2 separate regions of the Oryctolagus cuniculus genome follow, and region 1 is linked to region 2. The links are chromatin contacts, called in public Micro-C maps. All regions are on one chromosome and are shown on one strand. The core of a region is the stretch at or near the end of the contact, and the rest is flanking DNA. Distances in the headings are between cores, read along the strand shown. Region 1 holds the start of VRK2 (VRK serine/threonine kinase 2). Region 2 holds the start of FANCL (FA complementation group L).

The links. A called contact is a pair of places that touch in the nucleus more often than the background predicts.
Region 1: a contact with region 2 is called in a Micro-C map of ear pinna, with 5 times the contacts expected there. The contact joins the promoter of VRK2 here to the promoter of FANCL in region 2. A contact is called at or near these places in 2 of 6 Hi-C or Micro-C datasets (ear pinna and an unstated tissue).

What each region holds. Positions count from the first base shown.
Region 1 is chr2:144,586,252-144,589,800 of mOryCun1.1, forward strand. VRK2 (VRK serine/threonine kinase 2) reads right to left here and starts at 1,300. Exons shown (of 14, transcript XM_070069699.1): 1 at 1,169-1,300.
Region 2 is chr2:144,393,742-144,397,337 of mOryCun1.1, forward strand. FANCL (FA complementation group L) reads left to right here and starts at 1,716. Exons shown (of 14, transcript XM_051838724.2): 1 at 1,716-1,919. The coding sequence starts at 1,824.

The DNA of each region.
Region 1 (3,549 bases), core at 50-2,549, 190 kb after region 2:
AACTTCAGGAAGCAATGGGGATGTTTCCACTTTAGCTACAGATGCGGAGCACTGTTTTCGCAACAACCCCGGCCCCCCACGCCCAGCTTCCCTCCCAGTGCCTAGAATCCAGCTGCTACACAGCTCCACATACCCTCTTGACACCTGAAGCTAATTTAAATGTGAGGGTAACTGCGATCTTCTAAGTATTCCTACACAAGTTTAACTGTTGAGAGTATTTGATACGAAAGTTCATTATAAATATATACGACTACACATGAAAGTTTTCTCCACACCATCTTCCCACTTTCGATTTGACCAAGTATCTGTTCCCTTTTAAGGGCTGCACCCCTTCACTGCCAAAGTCAGCGCTCGCTGTCCTCACCTGGCAGCAGTATGAGGAGGGAGAGCGCGGGAACACCTGGCTGCCCCAGATTCCGGACCCAAGGGAGGCCTGCGATTGGGGCTGGGCGCCAAGATCACGGAGGGCCCCGTACCTGCAGTCCGTCACGAGGAGCTCCCCCTTAGAGCCAGCATATACGCGGATGCTGGCTGAAAAACCTTCGAAGAGCAACTACTGACTAGGGCACAAACTCTCAACAACGTTTTGGGTCAAGGCGGTGGCCTGCGGGCTTGAGACCTGAAAGGAGACCCTGACCACGACAGGCACGCCCCGGGGGACAGCGGGGCCTGCTCTCTCGGAGCGGTGTCCACGATGCGCCCAACGCGAGCTTCCGGGACAAACCGGGACCCTGGGCCCAACCACGAGTCAGGGCGGGGCTCCGGGCAGGCCTAGGAGAGGGCACGGCCCGGCCGCCGGGTATCCTACTCCTCCGAGACCCCAGCAGCGAAGGCCGGGGGCCCGGCGCCTGCTGCCCGATTTCCAAGAAACTTTCTTTCGCCGGACTCCACCGACCCCGCTTTCAGCAACCACGAGTGGAAGGGGGTGCTGGTTCTCACTTAGAACTAGGAAAAAGTCAGGAACAAACCCGCGAAGGCAGCGACCCCGCCCGGCCCGGGCCTGGGACGCCGCCCGCAGGCCCCGGCGTTCCGCTCCGACGGCGGCCGCGCACCCCACCCCCAGGCCTCCGGCGCGGCGCCGGCCCCCGCAGACAGAGCGCGGGGCGCGCCACGTGCCGGACGCAACCCCCGACCTCCGGCCAAGCGAGCGAGACAACACTGACCGGACCTCCGTATCTCAGCCGCCCGGCCGCGCACACCGCCTCCCGTCGGTCTCCTGGGGCTAGGCGGGGCCCAGGGGCCTCCAATCCCGCGGGGAGGCGGGCCTTGCTCCGGAGCCGGCCCTCGGAAGGGGCGAGCGCGCTTTTCTCCGGGCGGGCCGGCGGCTCCGGCGCCGCCTGTTTCTGGGGCGAGACGCCCCCTACAGCCCACGGGGCCTCGGGCTTGGCTGCAGCTGCCAGTTTCCTTCCAGTGCCAGGTGCACGCCCTGGAGACGCCCAGGGAGTGGCGAGGCTGAATCCGGAACGCGGACTGTGTCGTCGCCACGCAGCTGGGCCGGAAGTCTGGAGGATGAGCCTCAGATTGGTCTAGGGTGGATGTTCCACGACGTGCATTTGTGGAGTTGGGGTTTTCAGATCTCTTGGACCGTGACAGGAGTACCGAGTAGCAGCTAGTCCGGTACACTGAGGCCTCAGGAGTGGCCCAGGTCCTACTCCTGCCATTTACTAGCTGAGTAATCTTAACTAGCCCTAATTACTGAAGTTCACGTTTTTGTCCAAAGGGAAATAACCCTAGGATGAGGTTGTAAGGTTATTAAAACAATGAACTGAGAGAAAGTAGTTTCAAACACATCACACATAGTGAACTTAAAATATTTTCGAGTAGAAAAATGCTCAGAAAACAATTATTGACACATCGACATTCTCCATAGGAACAATGATTGCTCAGAATGCAAATTTTGCAAGGAAAAAGGGAGCCCTTTAACAATCTTGACAGAAAGAATTGATGGGACTGGGAATGGGAGAGGGAGAGGGAGAAGGAGGAGGTGGGGTGGGAGGGTGGGTATGTTCCTTAAGATGTACTTGTGAAATGCATGAAGCTTGTATTCCTTAGATAAAAGGTTTCTTTGGGAAAAAATAAATAATAAATAAATAAATAAGAATTGAGACTTCCTGTATCTATCAATCTGTCACCAGAATGAAAGCTGGCATGAGAAAACATTTTTGTAAAAAATACCCAGCACTGGCCAGTACCCTGGAGTAGTGGATAAAGCCACTGCCTGCAGCATGCAGGCATCCCATAAGGGTGCCAGTTGGAGTCCTGGCTGCACCTCTTTGGATCAAGCTCCATGCCAATGTACCTGGGAAAGCAGTGGAAATTGGCACAAGTGCTTAGGCCTCTGCATCCACGTGGGAGCCCGGAAGCAAGGTCCTGGCTCATAGCTTTTGGCTTTGGATGGGCCCAGGTCCAGCGTTGCAGCCATTTGGGGAGTGAACCAATAGATGGAAGATATTCTCATTCTCTCTCTCTCTCTCTCTCTCTTTCTCTCTCTCTCCCCCTCTGCCTCTGCCTCCTTCTGTGTAACTCTGACTTTCAAATAAATAAATAAACCTTTAAAAAAAATCCAGTAAGGTGGCTGTGAAAGTACCTTCAAAGAAATTTAAATCAGAATTGAGTAATTGTGGCCTGTGTAGTAGTCATTCACTAATCCAACATTTCCTTATTTCTCTAAATTATAAATGTAACAGGTGTCTGGTTGCCTACTCTGATACCATATGAGGTAATATTTCTCCCATCCCAAATTTGCTCAGATTCCCATCTCTTCTCCAAGTCACTCTCTTGGGTAGGATGTGGCTCCAGTCCCTGCCACAACACACTGCTGCTGCTTGGCTCCCCTCTGTCACAGTGCACTTACCCAGTGTGGCAATAAATCCTTTTAGTTCATCCTTGAAAATCTATCCAGAATCCACCACCTGCCACCTGTATTGGAATCATTCTGTTCCATACCACATTCTCTTTCTGGATAGGTGTACACCCTCCTAAATGGTACCCCTACTTTCTACTCTTCTACCCTTTGGGTCTATTCCTAACAAACAGCCAAGTGATCTTTTTAAAGCTTGCATTCAGTAATTCCCAAGCTCAGGACACTTTGGTGTCATTCTAATTTACTCAGCTATAGTAAGCCTTTATCTTGACTTGCAGAAGCATTTCTGCATTGACATTCAGGCCAGGAAATTCCTGGCTGGGGTAGGGGGAGCAGGAAGAGGAAGGTCAAGCGGTAGGCTGTTCTGTGCACTATAGGATAGTAATGAACAAACTCCTTGGCCTCCCCAATATGTCTAACACTTCTTTCTATCCCTCCCCTTGCCCTCCACCACGTTATTACAACTGAAATATCAGGAGAACTTAGAAAAGTTTGCCAGAATCGTCCCCGGTTGAGAACAACTTACTTACAATACTCTACCTGTTGTAAATGTTTCCTAGTATTACTACATCTAACCAAGTGGCCTCCCTGCTCTTCTCAGGACTTTTCCACCTTTCCTTTGGCCTGGGCCACTCTTCAACCTAGGGAAAAATTGATACACTCATTAAAGTGAAAAAATTTTGCTC
Region 2 (3,596 bases), core at 466-2,965:
ATCTAATGGCAATGAAGTGGGGAACTTAACAAGATCTGTGCAGATCCTTCTCTGATTCTCCGTCTTCAGAGGAGGATGTTTTTTCCTCTGGGGATAAGGGTACCTTTCATATGAGGGTCTTAGGAGCTGCTTCAGGGGAGAAGTAGGGAGAAGGTCAGCACGTGACTTTCTTAGGCTTTGCTATCTTTTCAAATGCCAAGGTGCCATTTTAAAAAGATTTATTTATTTATATTTGAAAGGCAGTGTTCAAGAAAGATCTTCCATCTGCTGGGGCTGGGTTACTCCTCAAATGGGCCCAGCAGCAGGGGCTGGGCCAGGCTGAAGCCAGAAGCCAGGTTTCGCACATGGATAGCAGGGGCCTAAGGACTTGGGCCATCTCTGCTGCTTTCCTAGGTGCATTATCAGGGAGATGGATCAGATGTGGATCAGCCAGGACTGGAACTGGCACCCCTCTAGGATGCCATGTTAATAGTACTTACCCTACTGCACCACAACCAAATCCTGATGTCATATTTTCAAGTAGGATGTCCTGAACCCCATCAAGGGTGAAAATCTGCATTTCTATAAAGTTCAGAGGTGATGCTGAGGCTCCTTGTTCCAGGGTCACATTTTGAGAAACACTGCTTTTATGTAACATATCAAACCACTGCTCAGCCTTCTTGCTTTCCCTGACAATTCTTATAGAATTTTAAGACTCTTCAAAAACTACATTTCCACTTTGAGGGCAGTAAAGATGGAAGGGCATATCTGATTCTTCTTTGCACAACCTTTGGCATAGCACAACAGTGGTTTGTAAATAGCAGGGCTCAAAAATGTGATGCATTGAATACTATTTGGAATATCAAAGAACTACATGGTAACTATTAATAAGCTTCGTATTTAACAAATCTTTAGTAAAAGGAAATGAATCCCATTTTTGAGTTAGAAAAATGTGTAGCCAAAGAAAAATGTACTTATCAAGTTAACCACTGTATGGGTATGTCTTTTAATGGCCCACTAAGCTAATCCTCTGTCTGCGGCGCTGGCACAACAGGTTCCAATCTTGGTTGAGGCGCCAGTTCTGTCCCGGTTGCTCCTCTTCCTGTCCAGCTCTCTGCTGTGGCCTGGGAGGGCAGTGGAGGATGGCCCAGGTGCTTGGGCCCCTGCACCCGTTTGGGAGACCAGGAGGAAGCACCTGGCTCCTGGCTTCAGATCGGCACAGCACACCGGCCGTAGCGGCCATTTGTGGGGTGAACCAACGGAAGGAAGACCTTTCTTTCTGTCTCTCTTTCTCTCACTGTCTAACTATGCCTGTCAAAAAAAAAAATAATAATAATATCAGATTAAACTGGTAAGGCTTAGGAATATGTCTACACTATATGGATGTATCCCAATAGAGTACTAAGTAAGTAGGGAGAACATATTTTTGTGCATGGAGGGCATACAGGAACCCCTGAGGCCAACAGTGAGGAAGGGGCGTGAGATAGGTCAAGGGGAGCAAACGGGGCACAACACCCAGTCTGTTAAAACCATCTTAGGCTGGAAGCAACGTTACCACGAAGTTGTAGCAATCTTTGAGCAGGCTCAGGCACAAAAACCCAAAGGCCTCTGGCATTCATTAAGGCTAGAACGATTCTACACGGTGACACCAGTGACCCTCAGGCCACGCCCCCTGGCGCCTCCCGTCGAGGCCCGGGCTACCCGGCCTGCTCTACCTCTGCCTTTGTGCCCCAGGAATCCTGCAGTCTCTTCCCGCCAAACCCGCGCTTCCGCCTGCGGCGTGCATCACTGCGCATGTGCGGCGCCTGGCCCGTATAGAGCCGCCCTGCCCGGGCCCGCTAGCCATGGCGGGGACGGAAGCGAGCCTGTTGCGCCAGTTCCCGCTACTTCTGCCTCAGAACCGGGCGAAAACTGTGTATGAGGGATTCATTTCGGCTCAGGTACCCGCCCGGTCGTCCGCTGTGGCACTGCCTCCCTCGCCTGCCCCCGTGGCAGTCTGTGACTTGCGGGGTTGGGGCGCGGACTTGGGATTGCGAGGGGGCAGCTCGGAGCGGCAGTCGGGGGTCTGGAGCTTTGCGGCCGCTGCAGTCGCGGAAAACTCGGCCCTCGCCGTGGCCGCCGCGCGGGAGCCGGGGTCGCGGCGCTTCCTGGGGCGCTGGGAGGCGCGCGCGGCATAGAGCTCTCGCCTCTGGCCGCTGCGAGCGTCAGCCCGTGCCTGCCCGGGTTGGTTCTGCCAATTTTGACCTCCAGGATTCTAACACCCTCCACCCTGCGTGTGTCGGCGGCAGTTCGCAGGGGAGTTCCAGCGAATTACCTCCGGGTTTTGTGTGCCGAGAGCGTTTTGGAGGGAAAACCCATGTTGACACTTTTCCACGTTGTGTGTACCTGGGCACCGTCAGTTTCGATATTTTATAGGAAGTCTTGATAGCGGAATTAATTACCTTTGCCGATTCTAGTGCCCTCTCTTAAAGAGTTAATTGCACCTGTCACCTGTAGAGTTTTTAGGTTTACTAAGCGCTGTCTAGGTTCTGTTCTGTTCTCATTTAATACTCAGGAAAAAATTATTCTGATAGTTGAGGAAGTCATGGCTTGGGAAAACCGAAGAGATAACTAACTTGGCCTTGATCGCATGAGAGATCATAAACAGCCTAGGAGTCATAGCCTGGAAATTAGTGCATGTGTTTGAGTGCATTATGAAATCCACTCCTGAGTGAAACGCTCACCTGTTGTGGAGAAAGTCGAGTTAGTGGCAGATTACACAGCAGGCTCAGGCTTTTCACAGGTCTTCCCATTAATTGTGCCTATCCCAAGCAGTAGTGATTAAAATTGATATTACATATAGAAGAAGGACTTCATTGTTCTTTCCAGGTTGTTGAATCACCTACCTAAAAATTTGATTCAGACATTTAGAAAAGTTAGTATTACCAAGTTACACTTTTCTCAGAAACCATGTTACACCTAATTTTAAGCACATTAAGGAAAGTTGTATTAATGTGCCTGGACCTCCTAAACTGTCTTAGAAATGTGAGCTGGCAGCATTGAAATGAGGTGACATTTTCATATTGCAGTACCTACAATTCCAATTTATACCTTTTATAAGAAGCTTATTTAAATCTGAATCTAAACACTTAAATTGTCAGAAAGTGTTCTGTATGTATTTCGTGTTTATGTAGTAGCAAGATGTATGAGAACTTCAGCATATCCTTTACCTAGATTCACTGCTTCACATTGCATTAGATTGATCGTGTGTGTATTTGTGGTAGGTGTATATACACATTATTTTCCTGAACCATTGGAGATGAAATCATAGTGCCACCTGATCCCTTGATACTTCAGTGTATATAAAAACAAGAGCATACTCATCCACAGCCACAGTGTAGTTATCAAAACCTGGACACTGATAATGTTAAAAAAATCCATTATGTAGTCTAGAATCTGTATTCTACTTTTGTTAATCCCACAGTTATCCCCTTTATTCCCTCCCCTGCCCCTAACTTCCACTGTCTGATGTAGGATCCCACATTACATTTAGTTGTTATGTCTATTTAACCTGGAGTAGTTCCTCTGCTTGTCATTGCTTTTTGTGAACTTGACATTGTCCCTCAGTTTGGGTTTGA